3 separate regions of the Ovis aries genome follow, and regions 1 and 3 are each linked to region 2. The links are chromatin contacts, called in public Hi-C maps. All regions are on one chromosome and are shown on one strand. The core of a region is the stretch at or near the end of the contact, and the rest is flanking DNA. Distances in the headings are between cores, read along the strand shown. Region 1 has its middle 76 kb from the start of FERMT2. Region 2 holds the start of FERMT2 (FERM domain containing kindlin 2). Region 3 overlaps DDHD1 (DDHD domain containing 1).

Evidence for each region. Hi-C and Micro-C count contacts between places; a contact is called where the count stands out from the background.
Region 1: a contact with region 2 is called in a Hi-C map of liver, with 3 times the contacts expected there. The contact joins the enhancer-like site here to the promoter of FERMT2 in region 2. A contact is called at or near these places in 4 of 16 Hi-C or Micro-C datasets (liver, mixed tissues, omental adipose tissue and 1 more).
Region 3: a Hi-C map of hypothalamus shows a contact between it and region 2, with 4 times the contacts expected there. The contact joins the enhancer-like site here to the promoter of FERMT2 in region 2. A contact is called at or near these places in 3 of 16 Hi-C or Micro-C datasets (hypothalamus, retroperitoneal adipose tissue and tail adipose tissue).

The regions. Positions count from the first base shown.
Region 1 is chr7:63,640,155-63,644,103 of ARS-UI_Ramb_v3.0, reverse strand. No RefSeq gene overlaps it. Among named protein-coding and RNA genes, the nearest start is that of FERMT2, 76 kb to the left of the region's middle. Within about 2 kb of position 2,478, at least 3 of the 54 cell types and tissues checked have an H3K27ac peak or open chromatin away from gene starts, as enhancers often do. A contact at or near this core is called in liver, where this site is marked.
Region 2 is chr7:63,715,497-63,719,179 of ARS-UI_Ramb_v3.0, reverse strand. FERMT2 (FERM domain containing kindlin 2) reads left to right here and starts at 1,419. Exons shown (of 15, transcript XM_060418656.1): 1 at 1,419-1,665; 2 at 3,291-3,456. The coding sequence starts at 3,300.
Region 3 is chr7:63,789,403-63,793,011 of ARS-UI_Ramb_v3.0, reverse strand. It overlaps DDHD1 (DDHD domain containing 1), which reads left to right. Exons shown (of 11, transcript XM_060418059.1): 9 at 1,003-1,255; 10 at 2,263-2,454. Among named protein-coding and RNA genes, the nearest start is that of DDHD1, 60 kb to the left of the region's middle. Within about 2 kb of position 2,276, at least 11 of the 54 cell types and tissues checked have an H3K27ac peak or open chromatin away from gene starts, as enhancers often do. A contact at or near this core is called in hypothalamus and tail adipose tissue, where this site is marked.

The DNA.
Region 1 (3,949 bases), core at 1,229-3,728, 76 kb after region 2:
GTCATCAACTTATACTGTCACTTGCTAAAAGCCCCAAATATATTTAGTCTATGGCACACACCTGCGTCCTTGCTGGTCCCACGGCCTCCCCACAAGGGAGAATAGCCTCTGTGCTGATTGTTCAGCCTCTGGTGGCCCTTCTGCCCTCCCAGGGATTTTGAGATTAGTTTAGCCCCAACACAGCACCAGGCTGTATTTCAGCTCTTCTAGTAACTCCTGGTTGCTCACAGCATAAAATCTAATGGTCCCCAGTCAAACGTTCAGAGGTCTTCTGTGGCCTGTTCCCCAGCTCAAACTGGGCGACTGCAGACACACTGCCCTCACCCATCTCCATTCATTGCCCAAACCTTCTAGTCGCCACCTGTTCACATCTGAGCTTTCTAGCATTTTAGAAATTTTAGAAAGAGGTCAAATGTTCTTTCATCCACTAGTACTTCCAACTTTCCTTGTAGCCAAACATTTTCTCTTACTCCTTAGAACTGCCACTGAATTTGGTCCTTTTTGGAACTTAAGAGCAGTCATCCTTATTAGGATTGAGTATATCCTATTGCCCCTAATAAATTATTACTTGAGTTATTACTTTTTTGAGGACTGGATCTGAGCGTTGTGGTTTCTACCTAGGATCTATTAACATATATTTGTTTATTGAATATAGTGATGGTTGTTACAACTTGGAACTTTTCAGCCTCAGTTGAATATGGAGGAAACACTTTTTGGATACTCTCTGCACTGAGAGGCATGCTAAGTGCTTTCACATACATTATCTCTTCTAAAAGTGTCAGTCACTTGGTCATGTCCAACTCTTTGCAGCCCCACAGACTATAGCCTTCCAGGCTCATCTGTCCGTGGAATTCTCCAGGCAAGAAAACTGGAGTGGGTTGCCATGACCTCCACCAGGGGATCTTCCTGACCCAGGGATAGAACCTAGGTCTCGTGGATTGCAAGCAGATTCTTCACCATCTGAGCCACCAGGAGAGCCCTTTTTAAAAGATTCATGCAACTCTCCCTCCTCATTTTGTAGATGAAGCTCAGTGAAGCCAAGTAACCTGTTTGAAGTCACATGGCTATAACTGACAAATGGCAAGGCAGAGCTAGAAGTGGAACCCTGATTTCCATCTCCCTATCCAGTGGTACTTCATGAATCCTGGGGAGCCCTATTGATGGTGGTCCCTACAGAGATGACAGCAGTCAACGAAAAAAACACCACAGGGCCTCTAGACACAGCTTCTGGTTTCTGCTCAGTAACTCATTTTCAGGTAGACACGAAGGCACAGGGGACAAGAGACTAAGCTCTCTTGCAACTCGTTCTCTTACAACAGCAGTTTAAAGACCAGCTGGAAGCCCCTGATGCAGTTGGTCACTAATCTTCACTTGGTACAAATAATTTTTTATGCAACGTCGAACTTCGAAAGTCAAGGACTTAAAGACATGGACTTGTTTTTCCCCAGGCATTACAGAGGGATAATTTGCAAAACTGTAAGGTATTTACAGTGTACACTGTGGTGATTTGATCTACATCCAGAAGGATGTAGATCATACACTCTATACACCACCACGTCAGAGACATGAACTTTGTGGAAGGAAAGCCACTTGGCAGTTCTTGGCCAGTGTAGAGATAGTGCTTATTTCATTTTATATTCCATAGTTTTGTTCTTTATTATGTTAAAAGTTTTATTGAGGTGCTTTTAATAATTTATCAGTTAGTGATGTAGTGGGATCAGACCAATCTGGGTTCCTGGCCTTTAATTTATCTGGGAGATAACTGCACAGAGTTAAAGAAAATGTTTCAAGTACACAACAATTTACCTACATTAAATGTAGTAGTTTCCCAGTAAAATATTAGTTGGTTTTTTTTTTTTTAACTCAAAACTTCTTTGATACTCTGGAATGCATGCTTATCTTATACTTTTCTTAATTATTTCTACCCCGTATAATTGTTTGACAAGGGCTGCTGCTGTGTTTGACCATCAGTCAAAACATGGTAACATACTCACTGCTCTGATAATTCAGAAAATAAGAACAGGACTTTCTGAGATCCATCCCTCTGTGACATAGTATCATCACTGATACTTCTTGAATGCCTCTCCTCCACCCATGACCTTGCACGGCTGCCGCCTATCATCCATGCTCTGCTTTATTCTAAAAATGCAGATGCTGGTTCCAGATAATCCTGCCTCCCCCTCTCCCAAAATGTTTTTGTGGCTACTGTAGCTGTTCCCTCTTTTAGTGGCTATAAAGTTGCAAAGGAAAGGCAGGGGTGAACTGACTTGCTCTGTGGGGAGTGTAGGCCCAATAGACATACAATAATAAGTGGATTCAATTCTTACTCTGCTGATAAAGTTCCTGTCATCTCCACACAGAACTGCCCAGGAAGAAGTTGTTTACTGAAAGCTCTGTGCTCTTCAGCAAATTAACTGTGTCTTTATCTGTTTGAACTGCTTTGGTCTGGCAGGTCAAGAATGGGGGAGGGAGGTGGCAGAGAGTGACAGGAAATGGGAAACTGTCAATCTGGGTAAGAGGAATGAATCTCTCCCAGTGGATGGCAGAGCCACCCAGAACAGGAAACAGGGTAGCAAAAAAGCCTTATCTGGTGACCTGATTTCCCACTGTGCTGATTCCTCTCTTGCTTTCTCTGCTTTATTTAATAAACAATACTAAGTTTCCCAGGCTGAGTGTGTACATTAAAATTCTCTATTTATTCTCTTAGTAAACAGTTATCAGCACACACACAGACACACTCACCTAGTTGAGTTTCTCTTTTGATGTCTGTGCCTTGGCCTGCATATTACTAAAAATTACAAGCACTTAAAATAATTTGAGACCAGTATTTCATGAGATCTAATTATAATCTCATGTGGCTTCACTGGCCAAGCATTATCTCTTACTACTCAGGGAAATGGTCCAAGTTCAATGTTAATTAAATTTGTGATAAAAACACCACAACCAACCAGACAGGTTTAGCATACCTGTATAAATATGGTTTGCAGATATTGGACAATTAAAAAAAAAAACTTTTGAGCATAAATTCTCATCTCAAATCCAAATTTTATGAACTTAATTTTTATGACCAAGTAAAATTCAAGTAAACACATTGTCAGGTTTACTGATCAGAACATCTAAACCTTGTTTCTGTTTTCCTTGCCTAATTATAAATTCAGTGAGCACTTAGAAGGAATATTTAGAAAACAGCATGTTTTCTATTCCAGGAGCACAAAGGGCCAAGAATAGCCAAGACACTCCTAGAGAACAACAGGTATGGCCTTTCAGACCGCAAGAAGTCTTATAACTACAGTCCTATCTAACACTAGACAGAAAGGGTCACATTGGCACAAAGATCCCAAATAGACCCCAGAAGCAAACATGCCCACATAGGGAAATAATTTCCAAGAGCCAGCCTTGCAGATCAGTGTGAAACAAGGACTTCCCACCAAGCGTTGCTGGTGTTTAGGGAAGGAATTTGGACCACTGACCTCATCTGTGTATGTAGTAGTTGAGGGCAATTCCAAATGGATTAAATATTTAAATAGGGAATGGGAAAGCATGTAACTGTTAAAAGATAACAGAGATCATTCAGTGAGGAAAGATTCTGTGTATTAAGACACAAAAAGTACAAACCGGTTAACATTAAGATGAAAAGTAAGATATTACGAAGTATAAAAAGGCATACTGGACCAGGTATTTTCAACACATAGTTGACAGAGGATTACCATCTGGAATATAAATACACATGAGTACTGATGAAGCCAAAGGAAAAATGGACAGGTGATGGCTGTCCATTCTCTGGTGGCTCAGTGGTAGAGAATCCACCTGCCAATGCAAGAGACACGGATTCCATCCCAGATCCAGGGAGATCCCACATGCCACGAAGCAGCTAAACCCGTGCACCGCAACTATTGCGCCTGTGCTCTAGAGCCTGGGAGCCGCAACTACTGAAGCTCATGAGCCCTAA
Region 2 (3,683 bases), core at 170-2,669:
TTTCAATGCTAAGAAACGGGACTGATATTTGCAATACTAACACCCCACTCCCAGCTCCCCATCCTAATGTAGGAAACATTCACAGAAGTCAGCAGCAGTCAGAGTGGTAGGCATTGTGGTGGGAGGCTGTTCAGAAAGTAACTCACTGGAGAGTTCGAAAAAGAGAACTAGAATGTGGAAACTGAGCATTGAAAGAGTTTCTGAGACACAACAGTTGGCTGAGACAAATTTGCCTGAAGGAAAGGGAATATTCAGAAAGGACGTGGATATTTTTGGTTCTACAAAGGCATGTTTAAGAAGTCATAGTAATTCAGAGCTTGCTGGAGCACTTGCAAAATTTGTTGAGGTACAGTTCTCAGCCTCATTCCTGGCTCTATTTTAAGTCTCTAATCTTCCACTTCCCACCTTTTTTCCTTGTTGTTTTGTGCCCTTTATAATGTATGCTATCTCATAGTTTGTACATCATGATATATCTTTGGAGGATAAGGTGTAGAAATAAGCACATACATTTCCAAGCCTGGATTTCCCCCTAAAATGAAATATCTCCATGGGGGCAGACATAGTGTTTCCTAGCCTTTTGAGTTGATTTGACCCTAGCATGTCTTTCGTTTTCTTTGTGCCAAGGTATTTGTAAATTTGTGGGCAAGACAAAGAACTTGAAGTCCTTGCTCTCAAAAAACTCATGTCTTATTTGGGGATATTTAAAAACACAAAAGGAACCCCCTGAAGGTCCTGTCCAGGTGTCCAGCAGCTGCTCTATCAGTTGTGTCTATCACTGTGAAGGTAATCCCATGCCCAGAGAAACTAAGATGCTGGATGTAATTAAAGGTGGTGACAGACAAGTCCTGAATGCAAAGCTTTGGAATTTTTAGAAAATAAAAAATAGAGAGGCAAAACAACCTCCCTTGATTTTAACACCCAGAGAGCTTGTTAACATTTTGGTGTATTTCCTTTCGCTCTTTTTTCTCTTAATAATTAGAACTAGATACGCTTGTGATTTTTTACAGTTGCATGTACAGTTCTGTACAGTTTCTTTTTACCCTAACAAGTTACTATTTTATTGAAAACATTTTCCTATAATATTTGCTACACCATAATTTACATAAACATCGCCTCCTCTCTGGACGTTCATACTGCTTCCAAGTGAACTATTTAGAACCTCCATGAGAAGAAATGATTGGAGAGTGGAGAGTCTACAGACTCCGAGGCATCAATTTCTCCATGATGACTAGCTGAAAATACTGTAGTGGTTTTCCCTATTTTGGGTGCCAAACCTCTGGGATCTGACTAAACTTCGCTGCTTTTCTTTTACTCTTTCATGGGTCCCACCCCTTTCTTGAGGCCTCTAACCTCGTTTCCCAATAGTGTTGCTGAACACAGGATTATTTGCCTAGGGTGGGGGTGGGGGTGTCCTCTTTGAAGAGTCTGACACAGTTCAAGAAGACTTGGAGGCTTTTAAAACCGGGGGTCTTTTATGGGATCTGGGATATCTTATCTGCGTCTTCCTGACCTAAATTCGTCGAGCCCTCTATTTGCCAGCGAGGCAGTTTTCCAGTAGCCGTTTTTGACTGGAGCCTTCTCGGTTGAGTGCGATAGTATAAGGGGGAAGTGGAAGTGAAGTGGGAAGCTGGAGGACCGTTCTCCATCACTGGTCAGTCTCAACAGGTAACATTCTTTAGTTCTTCCCGTACCTGCTGGCACCGGTTCAGAGCTATTAAAATTCCTTCAAGGTGTGGCTGAGGGTGGGGTAGAGGGATGTCCAGCCATCTAAATAACTTAGTAGACTGGGATTGCTAAAATGCAAATAAAAATACACAAATACGTACACAGAGTCGAAAAGGCTGGAGAAAAGAGTTTCCGAATAAATCTCACTGCCCTGATTCCACCACACCCCCACCGCCCCCGAACTACAGCATCGTGGACCTAAATGACTCACTTCGGGTTGCAGCTTCCGAATGGGTTAAGAGCGCAAGTAAACTCTTGGGAGTCCGGTAGGAGCTGCTGATTGTGCCGGACATTGCTTGCAAAGCAACTTTGCGGTTCACCTCTCCGCTTTTTCTCATTCTTTTGTTGGATGTTCGCGGAGTTGGCTTGGGCATTTACTTTTTTTTAAGTTTTTACGTCCTCAATCCCCTGTCTTCAGCTCCCTGAGTGCGGACTTCTCACCGCCCCGAGACTTTTGGGCTCGCTCCAGCCGTGGGGAGGGGGCGGGGGGACTTTGTTCCCCGAAAACGACCTTGCCCTGGGAATTTCCTGTGGCCATTTCTCATGGACGAGCCCCTTCCTCCGGCTGGAAGCCCGCTGCATGCCCTCCCGGAGCCAGAGACGCGAGCGTGGAAGGGAGCGCCCGGCGCCCTCCCGCACCCGGGTGGGAAGCAGCCACGCTCTCCGGGCTCCCCCTCCTCAGGTCTCGCCGCCAAGAGCCCGGATGTTGGACTCAATCCCTACGCCGGGTGCTTCATTTCCATAAAAGGGCAGCGACTCGGCGGGGCCGAGATTGCTGCCGCCGCGGGCGCCCCCGCCTCCCCCGCACGGCTTGCCTCCGCGCCGCGCGCCCCCCCTCCCCAGCCCGGGAGTTCGCGCGGCCTCGGCCCCGAGAGCGGTGGCGGGGGGCGGCGGGGGAGGGGCGAGGCGGCCGGACCCGCGGAGGGCGGCTCGGCGGGGCGGGGAGGAGGGAGCTGGTCTCGGACTGAGGGGGCGGGGAGAGAGGGGTGGAGCGCGGAGGGAGAGGCGAGGGGCCGCGACGGCTGGACTCCATTAGTCGCTCGGGCCAGGACGCAGCGTTTCGCCGGCTGAGGAGGGGACCCGACACCACCGCCGCTGCCGGGCGAGCCCCCGCTCCGCGCCTGTTGCTGCTCCAGTCTGGGCCGGGAGCGCAAGAAGCGCGCGGTGAGGGGCCGGGCCCGGCAGGGACTGGGGAAGCGCGGGTTGGGAGGAGGACCGTGGAGCCCGCGGACGGCCTCTCCCAGGCCTGGGTGCGGCCGGCAGGCAGGCAGGTGAAGCCCGCCGCGGTCCGCTAGGCGAGGGCCGCTAGGCTGGGGCCGCGCGGAGCGGGCGGCGCCGTGTCCGCCGAGGGCCGCCGCGGGGCGGGAGCCGGGGTGGCCGCGGGAAGGGGCGCGGGGCGCAGAGTCCTGCCGGCAGCTGGCCTCGCCGCCGGCTCTCCAGAATTCGTGCGGAAACCCTCGCGTTCTCCACCTTGTCTCACCCGCGGCTGACTCTGCGAGTTCGGTGGGATTTGCTTTCCTTTGGGGGAGTGACGCTGACGAGAGCCATTTCCTCCGTGCTCGCAGGAAGGAGCCATGGCTCTGGACGGGATAAGGATGCCAGATGGCTGCTATGCGGATGGGACGTGGGAACTGAGCGTTCATGTGACGGACCTGAACCGCGATGTCACCCTGAGAGTGACTGGGGAGGTGCACATTGGAGGGGTGATGCTCAAATTGGTGGAAAAACTCGGTGAGTAGCATCCCGGCCGCGTCAAAGTAAAGACTTCTCAGACTGGGCGCGCGGGTGGGGAAGGGGGGCACTTTAAGGCGGGAGGAGGGGTGGGTTTTGGAAGTCTTGCTTGGCATCCCGCAAATGCTTTTTTTTTCCTAATGTAAGATTCCCTTAATATTTAAAGAAATAGGGTTTCCCCTTTTGCCTCTTTTTTGTATTGTTACTCTTTGAAATTTTAATAATTT
Region 3 (3,609 bases), core at 1,027-3,526, 73 kb before region 2:
ATTATGGAGGATTACAAATTCATTATTACAAATTATTTTTTATTATTCATTTTATAGTTTTTCTGTGATTTTTTTAAAATAGTTATGTCAGAACTGTGTTAGGCAGTTTTTCTAAACTTATCTATTCTTCCCAACATCCTTCTGAGGTAGTAGAAATTAGGAAGTATTATTTCTTTTCTACAGCTTAGGAAACTGAGGCTGTGAGACTTTGTAACTTGGTGAGTGTCGTATAGTTAATAAGTGACAGAGGCCAGAATATGAATGCAGGGAATTGTATGCCAAGTCCATTGCCTTTTCTGCTATATCGTCCCTATTTCACCTTAGACAAATGGTCTTATATCATCATCTCATGTACTACATTAATCTGCTTGAAAATAGAGTCAACTGAGAGCTTAGATGTTAAAAATTGAGCTTATTTACTGCGCTCCAAGTTGCTGTTTACTGCTTTAGTTTTGTTTTTGAGACTTAATATTAATCTAATTGCTAGATGTTATATAAAAATGAATATTCCTCTGAAAAACAAGGTCTTCCCTGTAGTTCAAACTTCCCTGTAGCTACAAGGTCTTCCCTTGTAGCTCCTGCCCTCAGGCAGGAGACTGGGACTCAATCCCTGGGAAGATCCTCTGGAGAAGGGAGTGGCAACCCACTCCCAGTATTCTTGCTTGGAGAATCCCATGGAGAGAGGAGACTTGCAGGCTACAGCCCGTGGGGTCGCAAAGAGTCAGACACGACTGAGCAACTAATATTACTGAAAAACTAATTAAAGGGCACTATTAGCCTAGACTTAACTCGAATTTTTTTATAGTCTCATCATTAAGGATATATAATTAGACAAACTACATATTATTAACAGTGAAGAAATTGGAATACGTGTTAGGAATGTCAGGTTTTTAATCATTTCCTAAGGTCCTCTGAGCACACAGTAGAATCAGAATGAACAGTTTACTAAAACCTAAGCATTGTGCCTTAATGTTTTGTTTCTTTGAATTTTTTTCCATCAAGGCTTATAGATTAGAACCGTTAATACTGAAACACTACAGCAACATTTCACCTGTGCAGATCCACTGGTATAATACATCCAATCCTCTACCTTACGAGTATATGAAGCCAAGCTTTCTTCACCCAGCAAAAGATCCTACCTCAATTTCAGAGAATGAAGGCATCTCAACAATACCAAGCCCTGTGACTTCGCCAGTCTTGTCTCGCCGACACTATGGGGAATCTATAACAAATATAGGCAAAGCAAGCATATTAGGTAATTTCTCTTTGGTATTCCTCATCAATGAACTTAAGCAATTTTATATAGTCATTAAATTTTAGGTACCTGGAAATACTCTATATATTACAAAACATCTGAGAGTTAATGTTTAGAGTTAGTTACTCTCACTTCTTATATTTGAAGGCAAAAGCCCTAAATTCTCTAGTTAGATCAGATTCTATAGTTAGAGAATATAAGATAGCTTGATGCACACACACAAAAAAAGGTGGAGACATCAAGTCCCTCATTTTAACCTTGGACCCATCACTTGCTGTGAAATCTAGAGAAGTCACATAGTTTTTAATTTTCATCTCCCTCATTTGTGAAATGAGGGGGTGCTTGAGTACTAAGGGTGTCCTTGCCAATCCGTTCTCTGATCTGTGTCCTAAAAGTCTCTCAAATCATGTTCTTCTTGAGAGCAACAAGTATATTGAATTTCTCTTTGCATGGTCTCCAGTTCCACCCACGGTGTTTGGTGTGGCGCTGGAGCTCAATCGTGTGCCACTTAATTTGTCCTTTGCTTTTGGTTACAAGTTGCCTTAATATAAAATGCCACAAGATGGCACTGTAAACAGGCTCTATCTGCTGGATTCATTGATATTCATCATAGAGATTGTTTATTCACAGCTTTTTATAACAGATCCACTTCACTTCAGGAGTAGGCATACCAATAGTAAATATATGCCCATGTGAATGGCGTGGTTCTTTTTATTAACATTTTTAATGTTATAAAATACTTTAAAAAACAAAGATTACTTGAATAAAATAGAATCTTTTTTTCTTTGTAAGCTGTATTCCTGCAGTTTGTACAACTCTCCTTCTGTTCAACACCATTTTTATTTAGAAACCTACAATATAAATTGCAGTTTTTTTGTGTTCCCACCCTGGAAAAACATGACTAGGGCTTAGTCTCTCTGCCAACTGACTGTAATTACGGGTGGTGCTCTTTAGCCTGGTATGTGGTGTAATTCAGCAGAATGACTGGCCTGTTTTGTGAAATGCAGGGGCTGCAAGCATTGGAAAGGGACTTGGAGGAATGTTGTTCTCAAGATTTGGACGTTCATCTGTATCACAGCCATCTGAGACATCAAGGGACTCCATAGAAGATGAGAAGAAGCCAGTTGCCTCACCACCCATGACCACCGTGGCAACGCAGACCCTCCCACACAGCAGTTCTGGCTTTCTTGACTCTGCATGTTAGTTCATACTCTTCTTTCCAGATTTATACTGTGTCCTTTTTAAAACTGGAGGAAGACAAAGAGCATTAAGATATTAACACTAGCAGTCCACTCTAATCTAAAGTATGCCCTGGCTTTTAAAGAAAAAAATGCTTTTCCTCTACTTACATTTTCAGGAATAATTTGCAGGTAAATGCAGTTTTACTCTCTGCATGGGTGAATTAACTTAAGAACATTAATAAGTGCCTTGTCACACAGAGATCTTACATGTCAAGCATAAAACAAATCTCTTTGTGGTAAGCACTCCCTGATTTTTATAAAGTAGTTTTTTGGTTTTTGTTTTTAAACGTGGTCTTCTCAGGTTTAAAAATTCATTTAGTTGCTGCAGATCTATGCTGTATCTACTCTTGATACCATTTTTAAAATGCTCTGCCAAAACCATCCTGGCACTAATCCCATAGCTCCCTTCATCAACTTAATTATAAAGCCTTCAAAACTTTAATTGTATTGAATTCACTCTATCGCTTCCCATCCTGTCCCTACTACCTTGTGTAAAATAGATACTCAAGAAATGAATGAAAGAATGGATAATTATACTGGACTTAGCAATAGAATGATGCTTTATTTAATTTTTTCCAGTGGATTTATAAGGTCTAAAATCTTAAATAGTTGTGAAACACTAAAACACTTAGTGTATATTTACTTCTGAGGGTCTAAACTTAAAGTTTATTTATAAATGTCCAGTGAAAAGTCCTAGTTTCCATTGACTTACATAAGGAAATGTAGATTCTGAAACTAGTTACTTCCTTTCCGTAACTATAGCAAGAAGAAAATTTTATTTTCTTTCTCTAAAAATGTTTAAACAGTTCATTTCAGATGCTTAGCTTTGTTTTCTTACCGTATCTGCTGCTCTAAATTTTAAAATGACCACCATTCATTGCTGTTCATAAAAAATTAAAAAGGAAGTTGAGATGTGACGGTCCTAGAGGCTGGATCTTTCTCCATAGTCAGCCCCACTCCACGATGAATTATCCTAGCCATTGCTGAGTTGGACATTCCTATTTGGGCCAATTCCATTTTTTAAACTTAATCGTATGCCTTTCTCTGAATACTAGAAATTTTATAATTTCAAGCCTTTTGAACACTACCTAGAAAATTCATTTTAGATTTTGA